Linked DNA regions of Sus scrofa: region 1 is linked to region 2. The links are chromatin contacts, called in public Hi-C maps. All regions are on one chromosome and are shown on one strand. Each heading gives the region's core, a stretch centred on a gene start, on an enhancer-like site or on the middle of the called end of the contact. The rest is flanking DNA. Distances are from core to core; before and after follow the strand shown. Region 1 overlaps PTPRK (receptor-type tyrosine-protein phosphatase kappa). Region 2 holds the start of PTPRK (receptor-type tyrosine-protein phosphatase kappa).

What was found. Hi-C and Micro-C count contacts between places; a contact is called where the count stands out from the background.
Region 1: a Hi-C map of liver shows a contact between it and region 2, with 1.8 times the contacts expected there. The contact joins the enhancer-like site here to the promoter of PTPRK in region 2. A contact is called at or near these places in 1 of 5 promoter capture datasets (liver), 6 of 47 Hi-C or Micro-C datasets (embryonic fibroblasts, fetal heart ventricle, liver and 1 more) and 1 of 2 datasets of contacts at active chromatin or transcription factors (skeletal muscle).

Annotation. Positions count from the first base shown.
Region 1 is chr1:34,900,896-34,904,245 of Sscrofa11.1, forward strand. The region is part of intron 3 of PTPRK (receptor-type tyrosine-protein phosphatase kappa); the gene reads left to right. Among named protein-coding and RNA genes, the nearest start is that of PTPRK, 210 kb to the left of the region's middle. Within about 2 kb of position 1,631, at least 4 of the 83 cell types and tissues checked have an H3K27ac peak or open chromatin away from gene starts, as enhancers often do. A contact at or near this core is called in liver, where this site is marked.
Region 2 is chr1:34,691,851-34,695,520 of Sscrofa11.1, forward strand. PTPRK (receptor-type tyrosine-protein phosphatase kappa) reads left to right here and starts at 1,513. Exons shown (of 30, transcript XM_003353215.4): 1 at 1,513-1,871. The coding sequence starts at 1,775.

The DNA.
Region 1 (3,350 bases), core at 381-2,880, 210 kb after region 2:
CCTCCCCCATTATCAACATCTCCCAGCAGAGAGGTACATTTGTTACAATAGGTGAATCCATACTGACACACCATAATCCTTCAAAGTACACAGTTAATTAGCAGGTTCACTCTGGGAGTTGTACATTCTAAGAATTTAGACAAATGTATAATGACATGAATCCATCATTGTAGATTCTTGCAGGGTATTTTCACCGCCCTAAAAGTACTCTGTGCTCTAGCTCTTCATACTTCCCCATCCATGCTCTCTTCTTCTCAGGTTTTTTTATTTATGAAAATGTCTAATTAATTGACACCTTAATGGCATGAGACCCCACACTGGGGATATCTCTTCTCCTGAAGTATACAGTGTAGCTTGGCCCTACAGGAGATAAAAATGTAGGTCCACACGGGAATATTGAATGTACTTAGATAAAACTTGAAACAATCTAAGAATTGTTAAATGACTTAAGAGATAGAGCTATGAAATGTTGTGGGGAAAGTGAAAACAAAAGATTTGTTTCCAGAGTAATTTGAGGCAGAAATTATTCTATAAATCTCGCCTCTTGATTTCTTGATTCCTAGATTAGTATGTTTTCCACTGTACCTCATCGTTTTTGTTAAGCCATAATTATTTGGAACCAACATTTTCTATAGTGAAACCGAATAAGCAAATGTAAATTTTATTAATGATATAAACATTGAAGTGATACACTAATATATAAGGAACTGTTTCTCACTGGTGTCTTCAGAAAAATAAATGTCTTTTTAGCTCAGTATGCTAATTATAGAAAGTATCATATTACAAGTATTTTGTTTGCCATGGTTACAAGTTGCTAATTCTGCCTATTTTAATAGGCCTTAAGTAAGTACTGTAAATTTTTTAATTGCTCCCTAAAAAGAACTAAAAAAGAAAATAAAATTACAACCCCAACCTTATGAGGTATAATCTCAGTGTTAAATTTCAACTGAAGATCAGCATACCTCTAAAAATGTAATTGTCTCCACTCTGGAAATCTGACCTGTCTTGTATGTGTAAAACTAAATTCTGCTTTGGGATTAAATCCATTAGTTTCTTACTGAACAGTGAGGTTGTTACCAAATGAGGCAGACAGACAGAACTTCCAAAACTATTAGTGGAAACCTAATCTGCTGTTTTCCATTAACTGGGTGCACATCATTAATCACAAAAATGATGCGTGATGAAAACTACAGGGGTTTGGCCAGAAATTGGAAAGTAATAATATAGCAGAATGTGCCTCTTTTTTTTCTTACCCCCTAATTCACTGAGAAATAAACACTGAGCTTTTGCAACCCATTTTCTTCTTAACATTTTCCGCTGTTTAAAAAAAAAAAAACAAAACAAACTATAAGAACCGGATAAGCATGGCATCTTTTGTTTTTGTCTCCTTTTTAAAGGTTTATGTTAACATGCATTTCACTGATATTTTGGCAATGGAACGTTTGTTACACTCCAAAGATACTTCTGGCTTTGGACCCAAGAAGATTGGGACTTAAACCAAATGACTGTTTACTTAAATAAAAAGTCTCTGAAAGATGATCTTGAAGGGCAGGGGCTGGAGTAAGGGCATGCTCATGAACCATCCATGCAGAGTGAGGAAGAGAGGTTATCACTCTTGTGCCATAGCTCTTGGAGTGCTTCCAGTTTTTACTGGTCCTCATTCATCTTTGTTGAGCCCCACTGAAGAAAAGAGGGTAGGAAGATGTATTCGTTTGCTCTAGCTAACATAGCAAAATCCTATAGACTGGGTGCCTTAAGCAATAGAAATTTATTTCTGTTACAGTGCAAAGGCTAAAGATGAAAGTGCTGGTCTATTTGGTTCCTGGTGAGTGCTCGCTTCCTGGCTTGCAGATGGCCAGCTTCTCCCTGTATCCTCACATAACAGAGAGGGAGAGCTCTGCTGTCTGTCTCATCCATTTCATTTTTATTTTTTTTTTTTTTGCCTTTTCTAGGGCCACACCCACGGCATATGGAGGCTCCCAGGCTAGGTAGGGGTCTATTTGGAGCTGTAGTGGCCCGCCTACACCACAGCCACAGCAACTCCAGATCGGAGCCAGGTCTGCAACCTATACTGCAGCTCACTGCAACACTGGATCTTTAACCCACTGAGTGAGGTCAGAGATCAAACCTGCAACCTCATGGTTCCTAGTCAGATTCGTTAACCACTGAGCCACAACAGGAACTCCTGTCTCATCCATTTCTTATAGGGGCACCATGCCTATCAGATTAGGGTCCTAAGCTTTTAACCTCATTTAACCTTAATCACCCCCAAGTCTCAATCTCTAATATAATATCACACACACACACACACACACACACACACACACACACACGGGATCAGGACTTCAACATATGAATGGGAAGTAGTTCTCCATGATGGGAACCTCACCTTTACTCTGTTTTAATATTTGATCAAGTGCTAAGTGAAAGCTTCTTATCATCATGTATGGACTAAGTTGTTTATTATTAAATGGTTGAAATCATTCCCTCTTTCTTCTGTCCTAATTTAATCTTGCTTTTAAAGTTTTGGACTTTAGCCGTATCAGTGACCTTTGAAGTTAGCCACAACTAAAGTTGGCTTATTTTAGTTCTGGCAACAGTAATTCCCTAACATGGGCACTTGGGCTCATTTTTTTACACTCACGCTATAACTTTTGTTTGATTGGCTGTTATTAACAAGGCAGCCTTTTGCTGCTGAATTTTACGCAGTGATTCCCTATGTATTTCATTTAAAGTATTCTAAATAAGGTTTGAAAAAACTTCCATGTTATTATAGTCATTGTTTTCTTAAAACTTATCTGGTGAGGGTAACTTCTGTCTGGTTCCTGGTGGTGATTTGCTTTTATTATAAAACACCTGCTTTATTTTTCCTTTGGACTCTGCTTGTATTGATTCATTGATGCAACTTACAGTGTGTAAACAAATGTAAACAAATCAAGAAAAGCGTCCCATTAACACAATAATTATTGCAAGTATATGACAGAAGTCTCTTGTTATTCTACTAAATCATACCTGTTTTCATTTAGTGTAGCAGGAGCTGTCAAGTGTCCCTTCACTAATTCTTTTGAGAAATGTTTCCATGAAATTAATTCACATCCCTTTTAATAGGAGATTGAAAAATAATGAGCAGTAAGGAGAGTTAGGCAGTGTTTGTTTAATTCATGACTGTTTCTTAGGAGTTTGTTTTATTCAAGGGGACCTGGGAAGACAGATGCTCCAAAGGGTTCAAGAGATGCCCGTTGTTCTTGTTTAGCTCCCTTATTGGCGTTTAGCGCAGCTTGTTGAAGTTGAATTAATGCACTTCAGATCCCTTGTTTACCATACCACTGTATCCATTATTTACATATATT
Region 2 (3,670 bases), core at 263-2,762:
GGATTTAGGAATATTCCTTAATCAAAGGAATAGGAACAGTGATGTGTTAAAAGTTAAGGTTAATAACCAAAAAATTCTTCACTGTACCCTTAGGAAGAATGAACTTAATGCTGAATTGAATTGACAAGTGTTGGACTCGTCAGTGTGCAAAAGAGCCAGCTATGAGACTCTCAGTTATGTTGAGTCAAGCCTCTATGCTTATGAAATTTAAAAAAAAATGTTTTTCCTGCTGAATATATATGCACACACACACTATACATACATACATACATACATATATATATATATATATATATACAGCTCTAAAATAAATCTGGTCATTAATATCACATGCTTAATCTGAATAAAGGAATATGTGCCTTGGTAAATTGTGTGAATGTTAGATATAATTGAATGTCACATTGTCTTGATTTACAAAAACTAAAAGCTGAGGAACTGACAGATGTCAGTCAAGAGATTCCATTGTTCTAGGTATTGTATATATGATGTCAAAATTCTGAATAAAATTTATGTTGATTCAATTGTGACCACATCTATTTTATAAAAATGATTAAAATATGCACTATACAGTCTTTTCACAGAAGCAAGTAAGTGTGGCATATGGGGAAACCTCTTCAAGCTGCTGAAGAAGTAGCAAACTGTAAAATACTTTACTGTCACAATATAGCATTATTTTCATCCGGATGAAATCATTCGTTGCTGTTTTCTTTGTGGGGGTAAAGTTCTTTTGTTAAATACCTAGATCTTAAAAAGCTCTCGGATATTAAAAACAAAACAAAAAACCTTTCCTATTCCAGCCGACGCATGTGAGAGGCAAAGATTATATGTCCTGATGCAGTTCTTAGGTTCTTCCGGAGGGAAGAAGTGGAAAGAGGCCGGAAGGTTTCAGAGCAACAAGCAAAGTCAGTGAAGCAGAAAGTAAATCCAAATATTCGGCAAATGACAAATCAGAAAGGAGCCATGCCAGCTGTTCACGCTGGAAAGTTACTGAACATTTATTTTGGTTCAAGTTTTATTTTTGTATGAAGAAGGAACAATAAGTTTTCTACGGGGGTGGGGTGTCTTATTCCCAAGTACATGAATAGAGAACAGAGAGTTTGCAAGGCAGGTGGGTGTTTCCTCCGGGCACGTCTACGCTTCTCCCTACCGCCAGCGCTCCGATGGGACCTCCACCTTGGGGACAGAACCCCAGGACGGCACTGCTCGGGCGGCGGGGTTTCTCTGCGCTTGTCCTCCGGGGTCCGGCCACACTGCTTACCCAACTCTCGCTTCTCAAATGCGATTTCTGGAACAGGGCAGCCAGCGGTGCGCGGTCCCCTTTCCCGCCTGCTGGCCTGGAGCCGCGGCGGGCGGCAGGGCCCGGGTGGCGAACAAAGGCAAAGCGGAGCGCTGGGCGCGCGGCCGGGGTTGGCGCGCGTCTCTCCGGCAGGCGGCGGCGCGCCCGAGCCAGCATTCCTCAGAAGCGCCCCGAGCCCGCGGGGCTACGTCACCCCTGGCTCCGCCCCCGTCCCTCCCCGAGCAAAGTAACTCTTGACTAACAGGAGCAGCCTCTGCCGAGCATGGAGAGCTGCCGCCGCGGCCGGCGGGCGACGCGGGCGACGCTGGCGCCCCAGAGGTAGTTTGGCGACCGCGGAGCAGGAAAAAGTGCTGGAGGGCGGCCGTCGACTCCCCGCCCTCACCCCGCCAGGCCCGGCCGGCCGCCCAGCCGTGGATTTCGCTGCGATACCCCCGGCCGCTCTTTGCAAAGCGGCTTGAAACTTCTCCCAAAGTCGACATGGATACAGCGGCGGCGGCGCTGCCTGTTTTTGTAGCGCTCTTGCTCCTCTCCCCTTGGCCTCTCCTAGGGTCGGCCCAAGGCCAGTTCTCCGCAGGTGAGTGGCCGGGGCGGGGCGCGGGGTGGGAGTGGGGGCGTCCGGAACTCCGGAACCCCGACGAACGCCCCGGGCCCGGGTTCGCCGGGGGTGGAATCGGCTCCACTCCAGGGCTGGGAACAAGGGTTTAGGAGAAGCTTTAGCGGCCCGGGGGTGTACCAGGCGGAGGGAGCGATGTCCCCAGACTTTATGCCAGGTGGGAAACGGGGCACTCTCCTGGGCGCCACCGGCTCAGGTAACTTTCATCCTCGCAACCCATTGTTCCCGGCAGAGGCTCGCTCGGAGCGCCGGCGGGCAGGGCTGTGGGGAGTGCGCGAGACTGGGCTTTTCTTGGGAAACTGGGATTCTCGGCGCCCGGCGCAGGCTGCACCGCGCCGGGGAAGAGAGAAAGAAAAAGTAGTTACGACTCTGGGAATGGCTACGCTGTTGCTCGTGGTGCGGGCTTGTGGCTCTCTGCCACTGGAGCGTTCACAAATTTTTTTTCCCCCGGGAAGCCATTGTCAGAAATGTGGAGACTCGAAGGGACTGACCTCGGCGCGCTTTGCCAGGTGCTTTTTGTCCAGGGAATAACCTCCCTTGACTATTGTCTAACTACTTCCCCGTCCTTCCCGCAGTCCTTTTCTCCTCCCCCAGTGGCGGGCTGCTCCTGGGCTCGCCCGGTGGGTTAGGGCACTGCGCGGAGTAGGGTGTGTGTGTGTGTGTTGTGTGTGTGTGTTGGCGGAGCCTGCTAGGTGTTTGGAAACACGATTCTAAGGATCGTCCTGGGCAGCGAGGTCTGGGCGCCGGGTCGGGGAAGCCTGACCCACGGTGTGGGAGCCCGCCTCTCCGGCAGAGCCACCGCGAAGCTGGCCCAGCTGCTCCCGGAGCCCGCTTGGATGATTGGGGACTGCAAACGACTGCCACCCGCCAGGAGAACCCAAAAGGAGGGATGCGGTGCGGTCTCGCGTGTTAAGCACTTTATATTCTAGTAAAACCACTTAGAGAAGTCCATGAAGCCCCGTCTCTCGCATTCCCATCCTCCGTTCCCTTCCAGTTTTGTCATCCTTCCTGTCGGTTGCTTCTTTCGTTCTCTCCTCTGGGGGCCCTGAAGTTTCACCAAGTGGACGCTGGGGAGCAGGCTCCCGGGCAATCGTTTGCCTCCCGCCGGTCCTGACAACTTTTCTGGCCAGCCTACCCAGCTCAGCTTGGCTGGCGAGCGCTGCCTTGGTTCGCGGTGCAGATGGAGACGCAGAGGTGGCCGAGGAGTGCTGGAGAAGACGGGGGAAGCGACAGCCCCTCTCCTGGCTGTGGCCACAGGACGCGGAGAACGAAAGAACTTTGCACTTGTCAGTTTCTCTCGTTGTTGTGGCTACCCGGTTTCCTGGAAATAAACTCAGATTGCTGTTTCCCGGAGTAATGTTTATTTCCCTTCCGTCTCCTTTCTCTCCTTTAGAACTCTATAAAAGGAATTAGACAACAGATTCAGGTGGCAGTCTGTGGTGTGCACTCAGGCAGATTATGCAATGCACCGAGCAGAGGAAAAGTTATGTATACTAGTAATGTATGCAGAGGATAACAGCTCAGTGCAATGAATGATCTGATAGCTTAATTTTCATTCTTTCTGGAGTAAGCATTACTGCAACCATCTTTGACATGTGATGCCAGTTAGTATTGGAAGCCTGCTTGATGTGAGACATATAATGTAGGCAGGTTGGAGTGGTTATTGATTTCTGCACAGTGTTTGTCACTGCACAGAGAGCCTTCGCTTGAAAAGACATGTAGTTTGTTAATTGAAAGTTGGAATTCTACCAGTTGCATGA